Regions from separate parts of the Mus musculus genome. Here all the other regions are linked to region 6. The links are chromatin contacts, called in public Hi-C and HiChIP or PLAC-seq maps. All regions are on one chromosome and are shown on one strand. Each heading gives the region's core, a stretch centred on a gene start, on an enhancer-like site or on the middle of the called end of the contact. The rest is flanking DNA. Distances are from core to core; before and after follow the strand shown.

Region 1 (3,228 bases), core at 90-2,589, 190 kb before region 6:
GACCAGGCTGGCCTTGAACTCATAGGATCCGTCTACCGCTGGCTTGTGCCCAACACTGGCCTGCTTACAGTTTTAAGTATAGCAGAACTTCAAAAGATAGCTGTAGAGCCAAAAGGACGACTAGATCAGCAATATGTGGTAACCAGTATACGCGTGCCATGTCATTTTATTCTGCCTTAAAAGGCAAACCCTTGATTACAATAAGCTGCATGTCTAGCAAAATTAGCCACACACACTTATCGGAGGCACCTATAGTGATCCAGTTCAATGTTAGAAGTGTGGCAGGTGTCAGGAGGCTAGGAGAGTTAGAGAGGCTCTAACTATTTAGTAGGTAGAGTTGGAAGAGTTTCAAACAGGGATCATTGTACAAGTTGAATGCACCTCAAGATGCTTGTTGTACACTCCCAAAAGGTCAAAACTCTTAAGTTTTTGTTATATACTGACATAATCTTTAAAAAGAAAAAGAAAAGAATTGTTTACTATTGGAGGCGGAAGAGTAAGGAGCACACTGGTATGTGGTTGCTGCTAGGTGCTAGAAGCGGAGGGAGGGATGGGAAGGAGGCAGCTAGATGTCTAGAACAATTCTTTCATTATATAGGGCAGAACTCATTTCACTGAACAGTCATCAAGCCATAGATTCCTGTTAGAACGAGCTGGCCCAGGTTTGCTTGCATTGCAAGCTCCTGGTTCTGGGCTGTGTGCCCAACCCTACTCAAGAGGTAACGCCCCCCCCCCCCCCCCCCACCTCCCAAAAAACCAAACTCTGGCCTCACTGGGTTGCGACGTGAGTCCTGCTGGGATTCATTCCCAGCATCGCCCCAACTAGTCATGGCGGTGCACATCTGTCATTCCAGCACAAGCTAAGCGGAGGCTGGAGGATTACAAGTTCAAAATCATCTTTGGCTACACAGCGAGTTCGAAACCCTGTTTTAGAAACGTAATGAAAAAGCAGCACAGTATGACACAAGGGAGCGCTGCGGTGAAGAAAGGAGTCGAGGAGGCTTCGGATTCCCGCCGGGCCGGGGCCCATCCCTTCCGGAGCACACATGGCCCCGGTCTCCGCCCGGCCCGCGAGCCCCCGGAGGCCACTCACTCTTCCAGGAAGTCTAGGAACAGCTTCTGGCATTTCTCGGCCACCTCGTCGCGCACCTCCGGGTGCTGGCTTCCGGCGCCGGGCTCCGCGGCCGCTGCGAGGTCCATGGCGGCGCCGAGAGTACGCGCTGCTGAGGGAAGACCACCGCGGAGGAGAGTCCGCAGCTGCAGATAGCCCGGCCGCAGGTTCCACGCGTAGCTCCTTCCGCGCTGCCACTTCGCGCGCGCCTCCGGCTAGCCCCGCCCTCTCACCTCAGCCAATAACAGGGTAGGAGCTGAGCTACTTCGCGCCAAACCCGTCCAATCAATGGCGGTTCCGTACAGAGCCCCGCCCACCGCACGCACTTTTCGCGCCAAAAGCATACGCCATGAAGCTTTTGCCCATGCGCAATGTAGTCGCACCCACCCTCTGGTTGTTTTGGCTTGAGGAGCTAACCCCTCCCTCTCTCCCTTTACCCCCAGAGTTTATGTATAGACTTTTTTGGGTTTTTTTGTTTTGTTTTTGGTCACTCAGGGTTAAACCTACTGTGAATTGTGCATCTGGAGGAAGTAAGGTATGAGCAAACCAAACTACAGGAGAGAGCCCCTTAAAAGTCAGGTGGAGGACAGGAGCAAAGGCTTAGAGAGTAACTCATTCCGCAGCGGACCCAAGCTTGTTTCTTAGCAGCTACATGAGACAGTCACCACCTTTAACTCCAGCTTAGCGACTTTGATACCCTCTTCTGACTTCTAAGAACACATGTGCATACACATACACTTAAAAAGACAGAGATAGATATATTCTGACAATCTGCATACCATTTGACTTTCTTTTCTTTTTTAAACTGAGAGGGTCTCACATAGCCCAGGCTGGCCTTGAATTCTGGGTTCACGTGGTGCTGGGACTGAACCTAAAGCCTTCTGAGTGTAGAACAAGGACTACCTTGCTAGTAAATGATCCACATTGCCAGTCCCTCCTCGACTTTGATAGCTTAGTGCTGATAACTTGTTTCACCACCAGCACTTTTATCCTGGGCTTCCAGGACACAGTAAACCTGGACCAGAATAAATAAGTCACTTTTTCGAGGCTTACTGGATGTTAAAAATTTAATGCCAGGCAGAGTATATAAAATTAATACTTTTATAATCTATTAGGAAATATACTATAGAGATCTGCAATTGAAGGTGTTGAAGACTTGAAGCCTCAAATCCCTCCCTCCTTTGCCAACTCCAAATGTAGCCTTCACTGAGTGAGAATCCTGGGGCTTTCTAGAGAAACAAAACTGATAAAGACACACACACAGGATTTACTAAGTTTAGCATACAGGCTGTTGTCTGGCTAGCTCAACAGTGGCTGTCTTCCAATAAAAACGCCAAGCAGATGGTGGTTCAGCCCACAAGGCTGGATGTCTTAGCAGGTTTTCATTAAATGTTGGGAGTCCTGAAGAAACAGGTTCTAATACATTAATTGCTGCCTCAGCAGCAGGATGATAGATGGACTTGCCAGTGAGAGTGAGGACAGGCAGGCAAACGCACAAAAGGCTTCCTTCTGTGTCATTTTAGGTATGCTGTCACCAGGTGTGGCCCAGATATTGGATGGGCCTTTTTATTTTTAGAGAGAGTATTTCTTTTCTTTTTCTTTTTTTCTTTTTTTTTTTGTTTTTTTGTTTTTTTCGAGACAGGGTTTCTCTGTGTAGCCCTGGCTGTCCTCGAACTCAGAAATCTGCCTGCCTCTGCCTCCCGAGTGCTGGGATTAAAGGCGTGCGCCAGTATTTCTATGTGTAGTAATCCTGGCTTCCTGGAACCTGATTTGTAGACCAGGCTGGCCTTGAAGTCAAGAGATCCAGCTGCCCTTGCCTTCCAAAAACCACTCCGGGGCTTTTAGGGTGTGGGTCTTCTGATTACAAAAGATGCAGATTTAAGGTAAATCTTCTCACGTCACAGAATCCAACCAAGAAAACCCTTCACAAGTGTGCCCAGATGCCCAGGTTTAGTTGATAGTGTGAGTGTGTGGTGTGTGTTTTGTTACATTTTTTTTCCTTAAAAGCTCCAGACCAGCTAGCTAGTGCTACAAAGTGAGACCCTGCCTTAAATAGATAAATAAATAAATAAATAAATAAATAAATAAATAAATAAATAAATGAAAACTGTTTTTCT
Region 2 (3,692 bases), core at 168-2,667, 220 kb after region 6:
CCCGGAACTGTGAGTCTCCCAGTAAGGTATGACAAACCTCAGGCCCATGTTTTCAGATAACTGTTAGTGGCCACAGAAGTTCCCCCAAGATGGTTGGTTAACCTTTGTCAAATCTGTTCTGACTCTGTGTGGGCAGCTGGGTTTCACCAGGAGGGCACTGAAAGTACTTGCCCAGACAGTCCAAGCCTAGAGCCAGGAGATCCCCACGTCTTCTTCCCTCCCTCCTGCATGGCTTCATAGCCTTCCTCTCTGACATATAAAATATGATATCTTTGACATATGTTCCTGAAAACTGTATACAACACTTGCTTCCAAACTTCTGTAAGGGGGGATCAAAAGAGGGTCCAGAAGCTTCTAAAATACAGATCAGAAGTTCAGTGGCAATATCAGTCGGATGAACTGGTTTTTCTGAACGATTTCTGCAATTAATACCATGGAATAAAGGAAGATTATAGCTTTAAAAACTGGATGTGAGAAGATAAATGTCTCTTTATTTTTCATTGATCAATGAGTCCCTGTATTCCAAAGAAGGTACTGACCCTTGCTGGTGTCATGAACTTCAGTATAAAAGAAGGGGAGGAGTGGGTTCAGTCAATAAAGGGCTACCCAGGCAAACACGAGGAGCTGGGCTCTCTATGCCAACACTCGTGTTTAAACAAAAAAGCTAGAGGTAATGATACGTGCCTGTAATCTCAGCACTGTGGAGCTGGAGCAAGGAGGAGCCTGTGGCCAGTCAGTCTATCCAAATCAAACCAGCAGCTCCGAGTTCAACAAAGTGCCCTGGTTTTTTTTGTTGTTGTTGTTGTTTTGTTTTGTTTTGTGTTTTGTTTTTTGTTTTTTTTAAGGTGGAGAGTTATTGAGGTAGACACCTGATTTCAACTTTTGGCCTCTGCATGCTTGTGTGTACACATATACACACCCCAAAGCAAACAAGGAAGGGAGGGAGAAAGAGAAAAGGAAGGGGGGGGGGGAAGAGTTGCTTTCCTTTGTGTGTAGAGTGGACTGCGAGCAGCTAGGCTCAGAGCCATGACTTGGAGAGCCTAGGCAGATGGCTTCATAAACACAGTCCCTGGGCGGCAGAGGTTTGGATGGTCTATCAAGATGAAGAGCACAGGCTTGAAGCTGGGATATCTGTTTAACGATGAGGCTAGACTGTAGGGAAGTCACACGTTTGACTCTGTGTTTAAGAAAGGTCACACGTGGAGAATCTTGTATCAGGTGGCTAGCCCCCGCAGAAGACCTCACAACATAGGTTTCAAGTACCCGTGAACCTCAGATAGATACATCCTGTTTTCTTTTTTTTCTAGCCTTTCAAAAGTGGTATTCAATACTCGAGAAAACCTCAAAGCTTTAAGTTGGCACTAGCCAGCCCAATTTAAGGTCAGGTTTTGCATAGAAGACTCAGACAGGAAGCAGGCTGGTGTAAAAGCAGCCAGAAGGGTAACGAAACAATACCACTCCATCCACCGACTATGCATGGAGATGTGCTATGTCATCTGATGGTAGCTTTGTTTTCCCTTAGCAGTTTCATTTGTGAAAGTGACTACTACCCTTTAGCACGGCCCCTAAGATGGCTGTGTGTAGAGCAATTTTAAACCAGCAACATGGTCGCTCTGGTAAGGAATCACATCCAAAAACATCCAAGGTCTATATGATCTGGCTGGAATGCAGGCATTCCCTGGATTATAATATGATCTGGAATATAGATACACCCTTAGTACTCACCTTTAATCCCTAACAATGAAGTAAGGTTAGTTTGTAGAAGGAAGCAGCCATGGTCAAAAGTGATGTTTAATTAGGGGATGGTCAAAGTGACAAATCAGAGAAAGGTTTGGCAGAATGAGTCAGAGATAGGATGTGCCCAATTCTCGCAAGAGCAGGCAGAAATGAGAGGCGGCTTAAGAACAGTGCAGAGAGAGCAGCAGTCACTTCAGTCTATTGAGAGCCAGTGGAGTGAAGTCAAGTTCATGGCAGTTCATTTGTTGGCCTTTCAGTCCATGGAGTTCAGAAGCAGTTTTTAACCAGGACAGTTTTACAGAGACAGGTTTCAGAGAGAACAGCGAGACACAGGTGAAGACAGAATGAGCTAGAAGACGAGAGCAGATTACCAAAGTTAGTTTGAGGCCAAGCAGAGCAGAGCAACTCAGTCAGAAGCTGAGATTGAAGCCAGATTGAATCAGTCAGTTTGGAGAGGAATTTGGTCTAGAACAGCTAGTTGAACCAGCCAGCTAGAGTTCAGAAAGAACTAGAAAGTGAGGGTTTACCGGGCATTAAGCCACAGAGATGACAATTACATCAGGCGAATGAAAGTTACATTTACAGCTGTACAATCCTTCCGAATGAAAGGAAAGTTTCACTCTGTAACCTGGAGTCCATTCTCAGTCATGACTGAGCCGTGGATGGCTTGAGCAGGTATTGCAACATCTAGTCAAAGCAGAGTACAGTCTTTTATCTCCTTGGTGCGTGTTTGTGTGGGCATGCCTGTACATGCACATTTACGCATGAATGTGGAAGTCAGAAGACAACCTCAATTGCTCCTCATGGATGAAGCACCTTGTTTGTTTGAGACACTGTCTCTCCCTGAACCTGGAGCTCCTTGAGTATGGAGGCTGCCTGGCTAGCCCCAGGGATCCTGCTGTCTCTACTTCCCAGTGCTGGGGATAGCAGGTACACTCCATACCATGCATGGCGTTTTCCGTGGGTCCCAGAGGAAACATCGCCATCTTTCCAAGGAGGGAAGGAGTCAGATCGGCAGGGTGTCATCTTCGCCGTGTGCCCGTTATGGTTTTATGACCCCAGAGTATCATTCATCTGTGACAAGTCTGTAGGCTGGCCTGTTAGATTTTAAACTGTTGAATTTTCATAATCTGTTTATGAGTGAGTCTGTTCCCCACTGGTTATGACTCAGGAATCACAAGGAGTGATCTGGAAAAGTGGATGATTTATGAGAATAAACAGCCAACTCAGTTGTCCCTCTCAGACCAGACAGTTTAAAGCAGAACTAGAGACCAGGCGCTTTGATCTTTTAAACAAGCTTTTTAAAGAGCATGCGTTAATGATCTATAATAATGGTTTCATTATGCCATTTCTGTAAAGCGTATACTTTGGTTGTGTTTGCCCTGTTGCTCTCTCCTATCTCCCCCTACCCACTGCTGCTTTCTTTATTTACTAACTTGTCCCCTCTTTATTTTCACCTCTGTTTTCTGTGAGTCAATGAGTTGGATTAAGATTGCTTATAAGATCCTGGGTGAGGGCTTTCTCACAGGAGCACCGGTGAGAGGTTACGTACAGGGGTCCAGGTGAAGAGATCCTTATGAGAACACAGGTGAGAGGTCGCCTGGAGGAGTATCAGTGAGTGGTCACTTACACTATCATGGGCAACTTGCCATGGCTACACCATGGAAGAAAAAACGGGTGAGACTTGGATTTCTAAGCAATGTTAACCAGTGTTAAAATGTCTTGGGCCAGTTGGTAGGACTTATTAACAATAGCATAGTGGGTGTTCTCAGAAGGATCACATGAAGGCTTGTATGCTGATTTCTCATAAGACAATTACAAAGGTAAATTCTAGCAACACACTCAACAGGTACATTTTGACTATTTTAGTGAAGAGTTAAAGACATTTTAAAGTATTTCTTTATTAACCGAATAGATGCATAAAGCAAACAATGTTATCAGGGGAATAATGATAT
Region 3 (3,397 bases), core at 546-3,045, 240 kb after region 6:
AGGCTTGAAATATGTTTCCTTTTCCTGATCTTTAGTAGAGCATTGCTGGGTTCAGTGAAAGACTTGAAGGAGGGGCAGGAAAAGACAAGTTCTATGTGCCAGTGGTGTCAAAGGCTATTTATAAGTTCATTGAATGTAGCTCTTCCAGCTGTGTGTGTGGGGGGGGGGGGTAAAAGGCTTTCACCCTGTACAACCCTTGAGGAAAGCCAGGTCTTAGTTTTGTCTATACATGGACACAATAGTAAACACTTCTAAACCAAAAAGCACCTCTCAGGTTCCTTTGGCACACATTCTATGAGTTGGTGAAGGGAAGGAATCAGTAGAGTGTATGGACAAATGGCTACATGAAATGATGTCATATGATGATGTAAGACTGTGCCTGCCTCAAGGTTTTGACTATCAAAGACACTTTGCCAAAGTTACCAAGATAAGCAATGCTCTTTTGCCTTTCCCAAGATTTTCTTCTCTCTGCCATTCCCCACCAGCACCACAATACTGTTTGCTCTCTTCTCTCTAAACCATCTTCTGTGTGGTGATATCTCACATTCTCAGATTTGTTTTCTCCTACTATTAACAATATGCATCCTGTCCCCAACATCCACCCCTCTGTTTTAAGTGCAGGGATCTTTGTGCATTCAAGGCAAATAGCTACTTAATTTCTTCTTCTACATTTTCTGGAATTTATGCCTGATTCCTTTTCAGTCCTCCATTTTCCATCTCTTAATCTACCTTTCTATCCTTTTTTATCTGCCACATAAAGCACTAATCCATATATATAATATATACCCATTATATATTTACCTACCCAATATACATATCCATTCATCCATCTTACCTATATCATTCATCCATCCACCCTACAACCAACTTTTATCCATCCATCCATCCATCCATCCATCCATCCATCCATCCATCCATCCATCCATCCTTCATCCACCCACATAACCACCTATTCAACCATCTGCCAACCATCAGCCAACCATCTATCCATCTAATCCATCTAACCAATCATCTTACCCACCTATACAAACACCTACCTATTTGCAGGAATGATTTGTCTTTAACAACCTTAATATTAAACTTTCCTCGGTTGAAAGAGTTTCTGGTATGATCCCAGGCTAACACGGTAGGTGTTTAGAGAGAACATATGGTAGATTTAATTATCTTCTGTTCTCTAATCTCAGAGCTAGCTAGGATAGATCTACAATGTCAGGATAAAAAGCAGACTTGAAGATGGCTCCCTCCGCTCAGCGTGCAGTCACTTCTCCTGACAACAACCAGAGTGTGATGTAACCTGCGTCTGTGGCAACAGAGGCCCAACCAGTGCGGTTGGAAAGCCCAGGTCTGAGCAGGTGTGAGCTCTGCAAGGCTTCTGCCCTGGGTCCAGCCGCTGACCTCCTCTTGGGGAGTTTTGGTGGCAGCTTCATCTGTGGTCAGGCCCCTGGGATTGTGGGTCTGGTCTTTCCTGTCATTACTTTCACTCTGAAGAAACAGTCTCTCAGAGAACTCAGTCGGCCTGGGAAAAACTAGCTCCTGTCTCAGAGACTGATTTAATCGCTTTGGGTAGAGGCTGGTCTTGAGGCAAAACAGTCCTTCTCACGTCAAACATGTCGGACATGTCAACCCACAGTTTCTCCACGTACATCTTGGGCTTTCTCAGTTTGGGTGTCTCGGCATCACCGGCACAGTCAGCCCACGAGGTGTCTGGTTGGCTTAGGTCTAGATGTGTCAGTCACTCTGGGCTTGGTGCCACCCCGGCTCAGGGTATAATCAAAATCTGCAGCTTAGTGGGACATCCTCCTGTTCCGGGTGACTCACTGTGACAGCTGGTAGAACTTTTGTTTATAACAGCACTGCCTACTCACACTGTCACCTCAACTCCTACAAGCCACTTCACAGGTGGCCTAACTTTTGGAGCAAATAACACTTTTTTCCCCCAACTGTTGCTCTTTTGTCTTTTTTTTCTAAAGTTACCTAAACAAAATTAAGCCACGAGAGTCCATTAATAAAAGGTTTCTATAACAAAATTATTGGCACACTGCAAGGGGCTACAGAGGAGAGTAGGAAGATCAATATTAGCTAGGATAAAATAGCAGGGCAGGCATTACTCAGGGGAAATTTGCTCTTAAGTCTGAAGGGAATATAGATTTGCACCTGGGCAGTCAATGTTAGAATATGATGAACTGTGTATTAGAATCAGTGGGCTGGTAATTATTTCAGGCGACTTCAGAGACTCTAAATGTGCTTGAAATAAAAAAAAAAAAAAACTAATGAACAAAAGCCTTGGCCAGATCCTTTCAGAAACCAGGAGCCAGATCGAAACCAGAAATTTAATTTTTGGTTTTGCACAAATAGAAACCAGAAACTAAGGGACACGGATCTATCAGATGACAAAAAGACAAAGAGTGTTTGGTTCATCCCTGGATGCCTTCAAGGCTACTGAAGTGGCCGATGGCTGCCTCAGGGCGGGAGGGAGTGGAGGATAAGAACGAAGAGCAGCCTTCTAGATGGGTGGCTAATGTGAAGCTATTGCTCTTCTTTTAGGCTCCGTCTTTTCTGGTCTCTTGGAAGCTTCAGAAGAATATGAGAATGGTTATGGAGCACAACAGAGTCTGGCCTAAGCGCTTCAATGTAGTAGGTGACAGTTGGCTCTCTGTCTTTGTCACAGGAGCAATTAACCTGCAGGCTGATGCAGCAGTGTAACAATCTGGCCATTGCTGGAGCAGTACACCGGCCTTGATACCGTTTGCCGGTTGTTGAGGTAGTGATCTTTTGATGCCTCTAGATGGCTCTCTGTGAGGAAACTTGTTCAGCCGCAGCTGTAGCTCTATAGTTGTAGCTCTCAGGATCCCAGGGATATGGAAGGGAACAAGAGGGGAGAGAAAAGGAATTCCCAGGTAAAAAATAATGTATAAGACACATGGGCATACAGGTTACCTGCTTGTACATAAACACACATGTACCGACACACACAAACACGCACATACCTATAGGCACATAAACACAACACATGTACCTACATGCACACAAATGCACACAAAGTATGGGCTGCAGGAGGCATTGGGTGAAGAGGCTAGCTATACAAATGATTGTATTTTTCTCTTGTTTGCTTGGTTTTTATCCACAGACATTACTTTCTCATATTTCATCATATCTCCAAAATTGTATGAGAGAGAGAGAGAGAGAGAGAAAGAGAGAGAACACCTTGGCTGTCATTCCTCAAGCATTGACCAACTTGGATTTTGAGACAAGGTGTCTGACATTTAAAAAAAAAACAAGGTATACTTTGAATTGATTTATTTTAATCTTGTGCGTGTGGGTTGGATTGGATTTCCTCAGACTGGAGTTACAGATGGTTGTGAGCTGCCGCATGGATGCTGGGAATCAAACCCTGGTC
Region 4 (3,497 bases), core at 475-2,974, 150 kb before region 6:
AAACAAAACAAAACACCCAGATCCTAAGGAGTTAAATAATCAGCTGACCACAAATAAGTCAAAGGTTATTTGTTACTAAACCAAAAAGTAGCACTAAATTTAAATATATCTTCACACTTGCAAACAATACACTTTCATTCTTTTTTGGAGACCCCCCCCACCCCACCCCCCGCCCCCAGACAGGGTTTCTCTGTGTATCCCTGGCTGTCCTGGAACTCACTTTGTAGACCAGGCTGTCCTCAAACTCAGAAATCCTCCTGCCTCTGCCTCCCAAGTGCTGGGATTAAAGGCATGTGTGCCACCACGTCTGGCTACACTTTCATTCTTAAGACCCTATGGGCTACAATGTTTCTCTAAAGCTTTGTGACACGCCAAGTAATGGGCCACCTGCTAAGAGTTTTCCAATGTTCAGGAATCTTATTACCTTCTTCAATAGCACTGATATAGTTTGATGCCCTAATGTTGTCAACTTCAGCAGAGCTCAGCAGAATCTTTGTATGAAATAATAAGTCATTAATTATATTTAAGCTAGGTGATTTAATGCCATAAACTAGCTGGGAATTTCTGACATCAGATTTCAGACTTAATCTTATGTGTGTATGGAGCTCCTAAGGTCAGAGAATAACTTACAGTGCCAATCCTTGCCTTCTAGTTTGTTTGAGACAGGGTCTTCTTATCATTTTCCTGCTTTGTATGCCAGGCTAGCCAGCCAGAGCTTCCAGGAAGTCTCCTGTCTTTACTCTTCTATATCCCTGTACAAGTACTGGGATTACAGACCTGTAGGATCCTGTGTTCATTATTTACATGGGTGATTCAAAATCAGGTCCATAAGCTTAAATGATATGGCAAATGCTTTACCCACTGAGAAATCTTCCCAGTCTTAGACTTAAGTTTTTTTAAAAATTACTTATACATTTGTACATGGCTGTTTTGCCTTCACACCATATGTGCACAGTGCTTACAGGTGCCAGAAGAGGATGTCAAATCCCCTGCAACTGGGGCTATAAACAGTTATGAGCTGCTATGCAGCTGATAATCAGATCCAGTTCTCTGTAAGAATAATTCGCTCCCTTAATTGTTGAATTATCTCTCCAGGCTTCCTAGATTAATTTTTTGTTGTTGTTGTTTTGTTTTTTTGTTTTTCGAGACAGGGTTTCTCTGTGGATCCCTGGCTGTCCTGGAACTCACTCTGTAGACCAGGCTAGCCTCGAACTCAGAAATCCGCCTGCCTCAGCTTCCCAAGTGCTGGGATTAAAGGCGTGCGCCATCACTGCCCAGCTCCCTAGACTAATTTTTAAAGCATACCTTTATCCAAAATTTCAGGACAGAGCTACATAGTCATTTCTTCCCTAACAGATAGCAACTTGTTCCAACAAAGAGTCAAAGCACGTAGGTTCAAGGAGCAGTAATGAATAACAATGCAAAGGCTTAGCCTAAGCTACCAACTTATCCAAGTGGATAATTGGCTTCTTTGGGTCTCAACTCTAGGTAAGTATTTACTCTTACCAGCAAACTAATATGTTTCCATAGTTTTTAATCTTTTTCCCCTTGTTGACCCAAGTTTGGCCAAGTGCCCGGACCAGTACAGATGTTAATAAATAAGTTTTCTAAGTCAGTGAGACTTCTGAGTAATAGTCTTTCTATTTCACAGCTCTAATAGTTACAATGTAGTAAATCAGAATGTTTATACCTACCAACCAGTGAAATATCTATTTTAGGAGAAATATCTCAAAGGAAGGAAAGTAAACAAAACTAGTATGTAGCTAGGTGACTCACTAGAGAATGAGGAATGTACTTGTGACTCAGCTGCTATCAGTAAATCATTTAACCACAATGACTAATACAAAGAAAAATAAAGCCAAGCACATATATTTATGTACAGAATAAACTTTGTTTTCAGAGTCAAAACAGCCTGATGTTGAGGTAGAGTGAGGATGAAGAATAATACGTAATTCTTAATTTTAAAAACTACTGAAGCAGAGGCCAGGAGAACTCTGTGAGTTCCAAGTCAAACTTGTCTATACAGCAAGTTCCAGGCCAGCCAGGGTACAAGGTGAGAGACTGTCTCTAACAAAACAAACATTGAAATTACTATCCATATTAGTTACAGCTCTTTAAAGCTGCTGCTACAAAATCAGCCTTAAGCCTCAAAAACTTGCATTTATATTAACTGTTGTCCGCTATTAATACTCGATACTGAAAGGCTTCCAGAGCACCTTACCAAAATAAAAACAAACAAATCCAAAAAACTGCCTTTATAAGACTTAATTGTAACTCACACAAATGATAATGAATTAAAAACTTTTTTCAAAAGAAAAAAAGTCCGACTTCTTGCTCAGCTCTTTAAAGAATCAGGTGACAATGTAAAGTGAGGTCAAAAGCTCAGCCCTCTGCTTCCCGAGAAATTCCATTTTCAGAAAGACCGTCAACCATTTCAGACACACAATTAAGATTCTGGCCTTAAAATCCCTATGGAGGCGGATGTGCCAACCTCCCTGTGTAATTCATTCAGCTGCTTCATTTTTCTGCTCATTCAGTCACAAGAAAATTGATCTAACAGATTGATTAAAATGATCTGCTCAAGCGTCCTATGGCACTGAATCTAATTAGTGAGCCAACTTTTGGGTGAGAATATTGATAAACTGGACGATCCCAGGACACATTTCCCTCCACATTAAATTCCAATGTTTCTTTTCAAGGAAAAAAATTTCAAAAGCTCAAAATTAGCAATACAGTTTAGTCAATAAGGACTCAGATTTAATATCTAAAGTAAATGCTAAGATCATTATCTACTTAAGATATTAAAAGTGACCTTGATTTTTGCCTTTTAAGTGATTAGGAAACCCCAGCTGGAACTATCTGATTTGGTATTTTTAATAGTGGAGTCCTAGCTTTTCTCCACCTGGTAAAAGACCAATGGGAATAGGGTTAAACATAGGGCTGTATGGAATTAACATATAAATACCATTCTCCCCCCCACTTTGTAGAGTAAGTTCACTGTTTTATTGTCCAGTGTCCTTGGGTTGCAATCTTCAAAATGGAAACACCTAGAGAGCCAACAGAGTTCAGGTCCTCCCTCTGCAGTAAAATCAGCCACAAGTATTTCATATGTAAAACTGACCCAGGAAAGAAGTAAACACTAAATGAGGGTTAAAAGCAGCCTTTTCTTCATTTCTGCGGGTATTATTTTCTAAACCAGATTCTGGCAGCACTGTTAGCTGGCCCACTCCCTAAGCAGCTGGCTTCCCCCAAACAATGTGCTACAAAATATTCTTTTCAATCACTTCATGCTTCATTGGTCCTCAAATTTTTAACGTCAGCTAAAAACATAAGTAAGCTTTTCACTGTATTTAAGCACAACACCCAGAACTGGTTTAGAAGCTGGTCATGTGTTGTTTTGATCTTAATAGGAGGCCACTGCATATTTTATGGAACTCACTGTTTTCCAAATATTTCTTGGGTAATTATACTTATAAATGAGAGGATAAAAAGCAAAT
Region 5 (3,344 bases), core at 811-3,310, 130 kb before region 6:
GGCTTTTCTTGTGATTGTATCATAGAAGATATCCCATATCTCTCTTTAGCATAATCCTAGGGAAAAAAATTTTTTGGTAAAATGACTTTTAATTTAAATACATAAATACAAGTACCTAGAACTACAAATAAATTTGTATTAATTTCCAAAAGTACACTTTTAAACTCAGCCATTTTAAATATGGAAATTTGTTCACTTATGTATGTGCTTACTACAAAGAAAAAAAGCACCCAGTTTCTGGTTATATATTTATTATATTTACATATGTGCATAGATATATCATGCATAATAGTACTCCCAGGTATAACTTACACATGCATAGAATGCTTCTTAACTACCTTATTCCAAGGGAGATTAATCTACTTCAAAGAAGAGATATAAATTTGCCCTGTGAAGGGAGTAAGATGAAGTCCTACAGTTTTATTAACTTCCTATCACAGGAAGAGGTGTTCAAAGAGAACCAACGCTTTGGGTAAGGTTTCTGAGCACCAGATGTTCACTTGTTAGAAATCGGAGCTGTTTGATACACGCTAACTACAACTTTCCTTTTGTAAAACACGACCAGAAAATTCACCTGCCTCCTATTTCTACAACTAATAACAGGTTACATAGTTTGAGAATGGCAATATTATCAAATTTCATGGAGTAAGTTAGGAAGAGGAGCTGAAGTTCAGGCTATAAACTACACTTATTAAACAGTTACGTAGTCTTTCATTTTATCTTACCTTACCTCTACAATGTTCTTAAGTTCCTTCCATTTATTTATAGAACTCTATTATAATGTCTACCATATACTGTATCTTATACCTATACTACTTACAATGGTGTGTTGATAATTTATACAATTAGACACACTAACACACAAAAATAATTTCCTTAAATTTTTTTTTAACAAGGTAGTTTTGAAAGATGTCTGAAACAGTTTCTGTTCTTCTACATTCTCTTGTTGAAATTGTTTCTTCAATATGAGAGAACTGTCACATAATGGTATGTGCCATAAATAGGTGGTGCATTTGAACCAAAGGGGGGTGAAAATAAGAAAAAAAAGTGTTATTGTTTCTATTTAGTACTCACATTTCAGCAGAACTAAATAGTAACTTATTATTCTGAGTTATGATGTAGTTAGCAAATGCTGAATTCCTCCACCAAAAAATTAGGAGCCAGGAAAAGATTAAGACTTAAGTATTACTACAAACACCTAACTTAGAGGATTTCAAACCTTGACTTCTGCAAAGTGCTATGGATCACTGAGGGTTATCTCTGGGAATTGCACTACCCTACCTCACAGAGTCACTGAGAAAGGAAACCAAGATAACACGTGTTGGCAGCTGTCACAAGGAAAAGTCATTAAATACACTGGCAGCTCGTGCTGCAAAGGGCTGTCTTTACTGGCCAGAACATTATGAGGGCTGAGGGTATCGATTAGTGGTGCTTTATCAGAAATGTCCGGGGACTGGGCTGGTGTGTTCCGTGCAGGACGTGCTAACCTAGGAAGGCTCGAGTGAACCTCGCCGCAGCTACTTCCGGTTCCGCGAGCGCCCACGTTTGCCTGTCCCCCCACCCCCAGGAACACGGTTCTTCCAGGCCACGGTCCCAAGAGTTAACAGTCCCGAGTAGTTGAGGCCGCGAGCCCAGGCACGGCCCCTGGGGTCCTCGGGAGCACTGGCCTGCGACGCGACACCCCACGCCGCGGCCTGCGAGTAAAGCGCTGACGGGAGCTACGGAAGCGGCGCCCGGATCGCCCCACTCCCTCCCTCAGCGCACTCCCCGACCCGGGGGGAAAGGAGGAAACCCACTTCCGCCGCGTCCACGATCTCCCGCGGCTTCTCCTGACCCTTACGGCTGGCGTTGGTGCTGGGCATCAGGACACTGGATTTGGGGAGTGGATACCACCCTCCCTCGCAGGCTTCCGTAGGACAGGCTAAGAAGCGGCTCCCTCCCGCACAGTCTCGCCCTCCCAGCCCGGGTTCTAAGCCCCCAGTCTCCGCGTGGAACCTTGGCTTCGGAAATATCGCGAGAGCCACAGCGAGCTCTCGCGCGCCGCCGCCAGCTCCTCCCTCTGCCCCGCCCACGGGAGTCATGGGGCGTGGCCCAGAAGTGGGTGTGGTCTCGCAGGATAGGCTCCGAGGAATCTTCCCTGCAGAGCCTCTTGACATACCTACCCTCTTGGTCTAACTTCATTCCAGTTAATTGTCTTCCCCTTGCTCCCAGAGTCCCTCTTTTTAAATTTAATTCTAATTATTTTAAAGACAGGGTCTGTGTAATGCTGTCTGGCCTGGAACTCACGAGGATCCTCCTGCCTCTGCTCCCTGAGTGCTGGGATTAAGAGTGTGAAACACCACGAGCTTGCTTACTTGTATATTTAGAGACAGGGAGTTGGGGGTGGGGTGAGTATCATTGTTTCACCCTCCCTGGCAGACAGCTTGTCTCGCGTCCTGCCAGCTGGGATCTCCGCTTTTGGAATTGATGCCTTCACTGCCCTGTGGAAGCCTGTCTCTTGGGTCAGAGGAGGTCTCTGGGCAACCTGCTCTGTGTGGGAAGGCAGGATGCTGTGTTAGAGGTAGGCAGGTAGGCTCCTAAGGCAGGATGGAGTACTGTTTTAAAAGCAATAGCCTACAGGTTTTCCTTGACTTGTTGTGTTGTGAAAGGCAATGCATAGTATAGTGTTGGTTGTCTAATGGGTGAATCTTCCCTAAATTAGACTTTTGAAAAATGCTGTCGTTTTTATTGAATGTGGGCTTTGGTAATTCGGGCCTGCAGTTAACAGCACTCAGGAAGCAGAGGCCAGCCTTGTTTGCGTAGTGAGACTCTATCTTAAAACAACAACCAAGAAGGAAAAGTTTGTTGGGATGAAATTTGAAGACTTGATTACATACTACTTCCGGTGCTGGACACAAGCTTTAGCCGTCTTTGTCACATTTTAGCTGTCTGTAGTGTCTTATCTTGACATAAAATGTCATGGTCAATACTTGTTAACAGGATACAATTGGACCCTCCTCCCCAACCCTACCTTATCCCCTCAAATGAAAGCTCTCTGGGAATAACTTTACTTAGATCTGGAATCCAGGTAAGATTTTACTTAGATCTGGAATCCAGGTAAGATAGATATGGTGGCTCCAGAAGTGTAGTTTACTATGTAGTTATAGGTGGGGGAAAATATGGTTCAATTAACTCATCAGTGGTTATAAATATGTGCTTTGTGCTAAGCGTTATATAAACCATTGGCAATAAAATGATTACTGATGGTTCTGGCCAGGATCCTGAGCTGATCTTTCTACTTGACGCAGGCTGACTGCCGAGAAGAGACACATCTTAATCTGCTACTGTTTGCTCAAAACAGAAGA
Region 6 (3,220 bases), core at 637-3,136:
TGAAGTGCTCACTTGTCTTTCTGGCTCCCTTCACCTAGCTTTTGAGATAGAGTTTCCTCACTGGACCTGGAGTTTACTGTATTTGCATACTCTTCCTGCTCCCTGAGCCCAGAGACCCTCATATCTCAGCTTCTTCTGTTCTGGGATTACAAGCATATACAGACACACACACACACACACACACACACACACACACACACACACACACACACCCCCAACAACACACACACACACACACACACAGACACACACACAGACACACACACACACTTCTTATGTGGATGCTGATGACAGAAATTAGGTTTTCATGCCTGTGGGACAATTCATTTTAACAACTGAACTATTTCTCCAGCATCCACATGGTTCATGTATCCCTTTTGTGACTCTAAAGAATAAGGTCGAGGAAGCCAGGGTTTCTTCTCCCTTTATGAAAGCTGAAGGAAGAAGCAGCTTGAAAGAGAAACATGCTCTGTGGATATTTAAGATGCTCAGGTTCAGCCATCTTCCATCTAAGCTGCATTTGGAACGCATTGTGTGATGGACAGGAGAATATGAGAACAAGAAAGCCCAGCCGGTTATCTACAAGCCACCATCGATCAGGAAGAATTAGCTCATTGTGGTGAGAGGAAGGGAGCAGGAAGAGGGCTGGAAAAGGAAATTGAAAATGCTAATGAGCGTGAAAGCACCTTGGCCCCCTTTCCCTTTCTTTCCTTACTCAGATCTTCCTAAGATTAGGGCCCTGCAGGGAGTACAGGCTCTCTTTGCACTCAAGTTGGAGGTGCTCACAGAGTCGCTGGCTTTACACGCAGGAAGTATGGGTTAAACATCAGCAGCAAGGCCTGGACACAATGTTTCACAAAGATCTCTTTCTATCTTTTGTTCTTTGCGAAGCAAGCGGTCAGGAAAAGGGCTCTTCTGTCAAAAGTGCCTTTTCTTTGGACAAGTCTGGAAAAAGAGAATTCCTCTCACCTTAAAAGAGGATTTGAGGGATAGGGATGTGCCTGAGCTGGTAGAGTTTGCCTCTCATGCATGAGGCCCTGGGTTTGATCTCTGGTATCACAATAACCCACAAATGGCACTATGGACTTGTGATTCCGTACTCTGGAGGTGTAGGCAGGAAGACCAGGAGTTCAAGGTCATTTTCAGTTATTTAGTGAGTTTGAGGTCAGCCTGGGCTATGTGAGATCCTGACCTTCCTCAAACTCCCAAGCTAAAAGAGACGAACTATGATGGAGAGGTGGCCCAACAATTAAGAACTTACCTGAAGAGCACTGGGGTTCGTGTCTCAAGAAAAAAAAATCATCCAAAAAACAAACCACAAGCATCTCAGAGCTGCCCATAACTCCCGCTCCAGAGGATCCCACACTCTCTGCAGGTACTTGTATGTGTGTGGTGCACAGAGCAGGTACACATAGCACATACACACACATAACATGGAAAACAATTTTTCTTTTTTAAAGAGAGATGCCTTCATGATTGGAGTCTTCTGTTTTTGTTGGAACAGCATGTGAGTTTAAGAGTTTTGTGTCGGGGGGGGGGGGCACCAGGGAGATGGTTCAGTGGTAAAGTACTTGCCACACAACTGTGAGGACCTGAGCCTGGACCCCCAGAACTCACATACAAACAGATGTGGCAGTGTGCGTTGATTGTCTCAGTGCTCCTATGGGGAGGGGGAGAACTGCCAGAGACTCAGAAACCAGCTCTGTGGTGTTCCCAGTGATGGACAAGAACAGGGGCATCCTCACTGGAGCCAGGTAGACGGCAAAGACCTATACCCAAGGGTGTCCTCTGGCTTCCACACGTGCAGCATGGCATGCATATTCTTGCACTGACACACATGAGCACATATACACAAAGCATTTTTTTAAGTTCCTATTTTTTAACTACCCCTTTATAGAAAGCTGTGTTTGCTGGTGTTTAGAGGAAGACACAACTTGCACTTGACCGGGACCATAGTCTGGAACTTCCAGGGGTTGAGTTACACCTCCTCCACAGAGGCTCCAGAGTTTGTAGCATCAGGTGTTGAGAAGTGGCCATTTGTTAGAGCAGTGGTAGCTGAAGGACTTAGCTTGGAGGCATGTGTATGCATTAAGCTCACTGTTGTCATTTAGAGTGTCATTTGTAGTGGGCTGATGAACTGTTAGAACTGTAGTCTTCTACCTTGCTAACACTGTAAAAATCACATGGAGAGCCCAACTTTCTCTCTGTGGCCCTGTCTCCCTGCAGTCACATCTCCATTGTGTGTGTGTGTGTGTGTGTGTGTGTGTGTGTGGTTTTAACCATAACAGTGTGTGAAGCTGCTTATGTGAGCTACGTGAAGCAGTCAAATTCACAGAAACAGAAAGTAGAAGGTGGTTTCCAGGGACCGAGGAGAAGAGAAAAAGGGTGAGTCATTGTTTAAAGAGTGTGGCACTTCAGATTTTCAAGATGAGAAAGTTCTAGAAACCCTATCCTATGCTCATCTACTGAACTATAGACAAGAATGCTGTGATGATATTTTATATACTTTGCACTAAAGGGAAAGAAAGAGCAATAGAGACAAAAGTGTTTGGTGTGGTTTGGATATGCTTAGTCCAAGCAAGGTTTATGGAACTTGGTTCTCAGTGTGGTGGAGTTAAAGGTCTGTGAAGAGATGTTTAGAGTATCGGGGTTTGCTGCCCCGAGGGCAGGCTCTTAGGACAGCACAAACCTGACCCCCCAGTGGCTTCCTGGCCTCCTGTTTCATCATATATTCACACGTATTCTCTCTTTCTTGCCAGGATGTCACTCACTATGATGTGATCCAGTCTGAGGAGACTCTCACCAGAGGCTGAACCAATGGAACTGCCCAATCTTGGATGTCTAGCATTCCAGATTTCAAGCTAAATAAACCTCATTCTCCCCCAACCCCGTGTGTGTGTGTGTGTGTGTGTGTGTGAGAGAGAGAGAGAGAGAGAGAGAGAGAGAGAGAGAGAGAGAGAGAGAGAGAGAGAGAGACAGATAGACAGACAGACAGTCAGAGAGACAGACAGAGACCGGCAGACAGTGTGTCTACTGTGGTTTTTAAGACCACATTTCTCACTGGCCTGGAACTTAAGTAGCCTGGCTGTGCGTACCCATGAGCCCCAGGGATCTGCCTGTCCCTGCTTCCTCGTACTCTCACTTTAAGCCACGACCATCACAACTGGCTTTTTTTTTTTTTTTTTAACATAGGTTCCTCAAGCTTGCCAGGAGAGCACTT

The links. HiChIP or PLAC-seq counts read pairs in DNA pulled down with a chosen protein or histone mark. Hi-C and Micro-C count contacts between places; a contact is called where the count stands out from the background.
Region 1: a contact with region 6 is called in a CTCF HiChIP or PLAC-seq map of CD8 T cells, with 7 read pairs. The contact joins the promoter of Mcm6 here to the enhancer-like site in region 6. A contact is called at or near these places in 1 of 39 promoter capture datasets (pre-B cells), 1 of 15 datasets of contacts at CTCF or cohesin (CD8 T cells), 16 of 484 Hi-C or Micro-C datasets (the Ba/F3 cell line, bone marrow-derived macrophages, cerebral cortex and 11 more), 5 of 115 datasets of contacts at active chromatin or transcription factors (acute myeloid leukemia, bone marrow-derived macrophages, effector CD8 T cells and 2 more) and 3 of 9 other capture datasets (adipose tissue, liver and pancreatic islet).
Region 2: a contact with region 6 is called in a CTCF HiChIP or PLAC-seq map of CD8 T cells, with 8 read pairs. The contact joins two enhancer-like sites. A contact is called at or near these places in 1 of 15 datasets of contacts at CTCF or cohesin (CD8 T cells), 4 of 484 Hi-C or Micro-C datasets (CD8 T cells and natural killer cells) and 5 of 115 datasets of contacts at active chromatin or transcription factors (CD8 T cells, embryonic stem cells, regulatory T cells and 2 more).
Region 3: a CTCF HiChIP or PLAC-seq map of CD8 T cells shows a contact between it and region 6, with 6 read pairs. The contact joins two enhancer-like sites. A contact is called at or near these places in 1 of 15 datasets of contacts at CTCF or cohesin (CD8 T cells), 1 of 484 Hi-C or Micro-C datasets (regulatory T cells) and 3 of 115 datasets of contacts at active chromatin or transcription factors (CD8 T cells, bone marrow-derived macrophages and regulatory T cell precursor).
Region 4: a contact with region 6 is called in a Hi-C map of bone marrow-derived macrophages, with 2.3 times the contacts expected there. The contact joins two enhancer-like sites. A contact is called at or near these places in 1 of 15 datasets of contacts at CTCF or cohesin (CD8 T cells), 3 of 484 Hi-C or Micro-C datasets (Sertoli cells, bone marrow-derived macrophages and muscle stem cells), 3 of 115 datasets of contacts at active chromatin or transcription factors (SST interneurons, bone marrow-derived dendritic cells and bone marrow-derived macrophages) and 1 of 9 other capture datasets (adipose tissue).
Region 5: a Hi-C map of B cells shows a contact between it and region 6, with 48 read pairs. The contact joins the promoter of Dars here to the enhancer-like site in region 6. A contact is called at or near these places in 3 of 39 promoter capture datasets (the C10 cell line, hippocampal neurons and neural stem cells), 2 of 15 datasets of contacts at CTCF or cohesin (CD8 T cells and large pre-B cells), 5 of 484 Hi-C or Micro-C datasets (B cells, Sertoli cells, cortical neurons and 2 more), 17 of 115 datasets of contacts at active chromatin or transcription factors (the 230-238 cell line, the SCID.adh cell line, SST interneurons and 13 more) and 2 of 9 other capture datasets (liver and pancreatic islet).

The regions. Positions count from the first base shown.
Region 1 is chr1:128,358,366-128,361,593 of GRCm38.p6, forward strand. Mcm6 (minichromosome maintenance complex component 6) reads right to left here and starts at 1,340. Exons shown (of 17, transcript NM_008567.2): 1 at 1,094-1,340. The coding sequence starts at 1,200.
Region 2 is chr1:128,765,739-128,769,430 of GRCm38.p6, forward strand. No RefSeq gene overlaps it. Among named protein-coding and RNA genes, the nearest start is that of Gm23056, 120 kb to the right of the region's middle. Within about 2 kb of position 1,418, at least 69 of the 459 cell types and tissues checked have an H3K27ac peak or open chromatin away from gene starts, as enhancers often do. A contact at or near this core is called in CD8 T cells, natural killer cells, regulatory T cells and 2 more, where this site is marked.
Region 3 is chr1:128,785,691-128,789,087 of GRCm38.p6, forward strand. No RefSeq gene overlaps it. Among named protein-coding and RNA genes, the nearest start is that of Gm23056, 99 kb to the right of the region's middle. Within about 2 kb of position 1,796, at least 101 of the 459 cell types and tissues checked have an H3K27ac peak or open chromatin away from gene starts, as enhancers often do. A contact at or near this core is called in CD8 T cells, regulatory T cells and regulatory T cell precursor, where this site is marked.
Region 4 is chr1:128,397,482-128,400,978 of GRCm38.p6, forward strand. All of the region lies in intron 4 of Dars (aspartyl-tRNA synthetase), which reads right to left. Among named protein-coding and RNA genes, the nearest start is that of Dars, 18 kb to the right of the region's middle. Within about 2 kb of position 1,725, at least 103 of the 459 cell types and tissues checked have an H3K27ac peak or open chromatin away from gene starts, as enhancers often do. A contact at or near this core is called in bone marrow-derived macrophages and muscle stem cells, where this site is marked.
Region 5 is chr1:128,415,356-128,418,699 of GRCm38.p6, forward strand. Dars (aspartyl-tRNA synthetase) reads right to left here and starts at 2,061. Exons shown (of 16, transcript NM_177445.5): 1 at 1,797-2,061; 2 at 1-56. The coding sequence starts at 1,862.
Region 6 is chr1:128,546,530-128,549,749 of GRCm38.p6, forward strand. It overlaps Gm41950 (a long non-coding RNA gene), which reads left to right. Exons shown (of 3, transcript XR_878510.1): 3 at 2,760-2,877. Among named protein-coding and RNA genes, the nearest start is that of Gm41950, 5.8 kb to the left of the region's middle. Within about 2 kb of position 1,887, at least 105 of the 459 cell types and tissues checked have an H3K27ac peak or open chromatin away from gene starts, as enhancers often do. A contact at or near this core is called in the 230-238 cell line, B cells, the Ba/F3 cell line and 11 more, where this site is marked.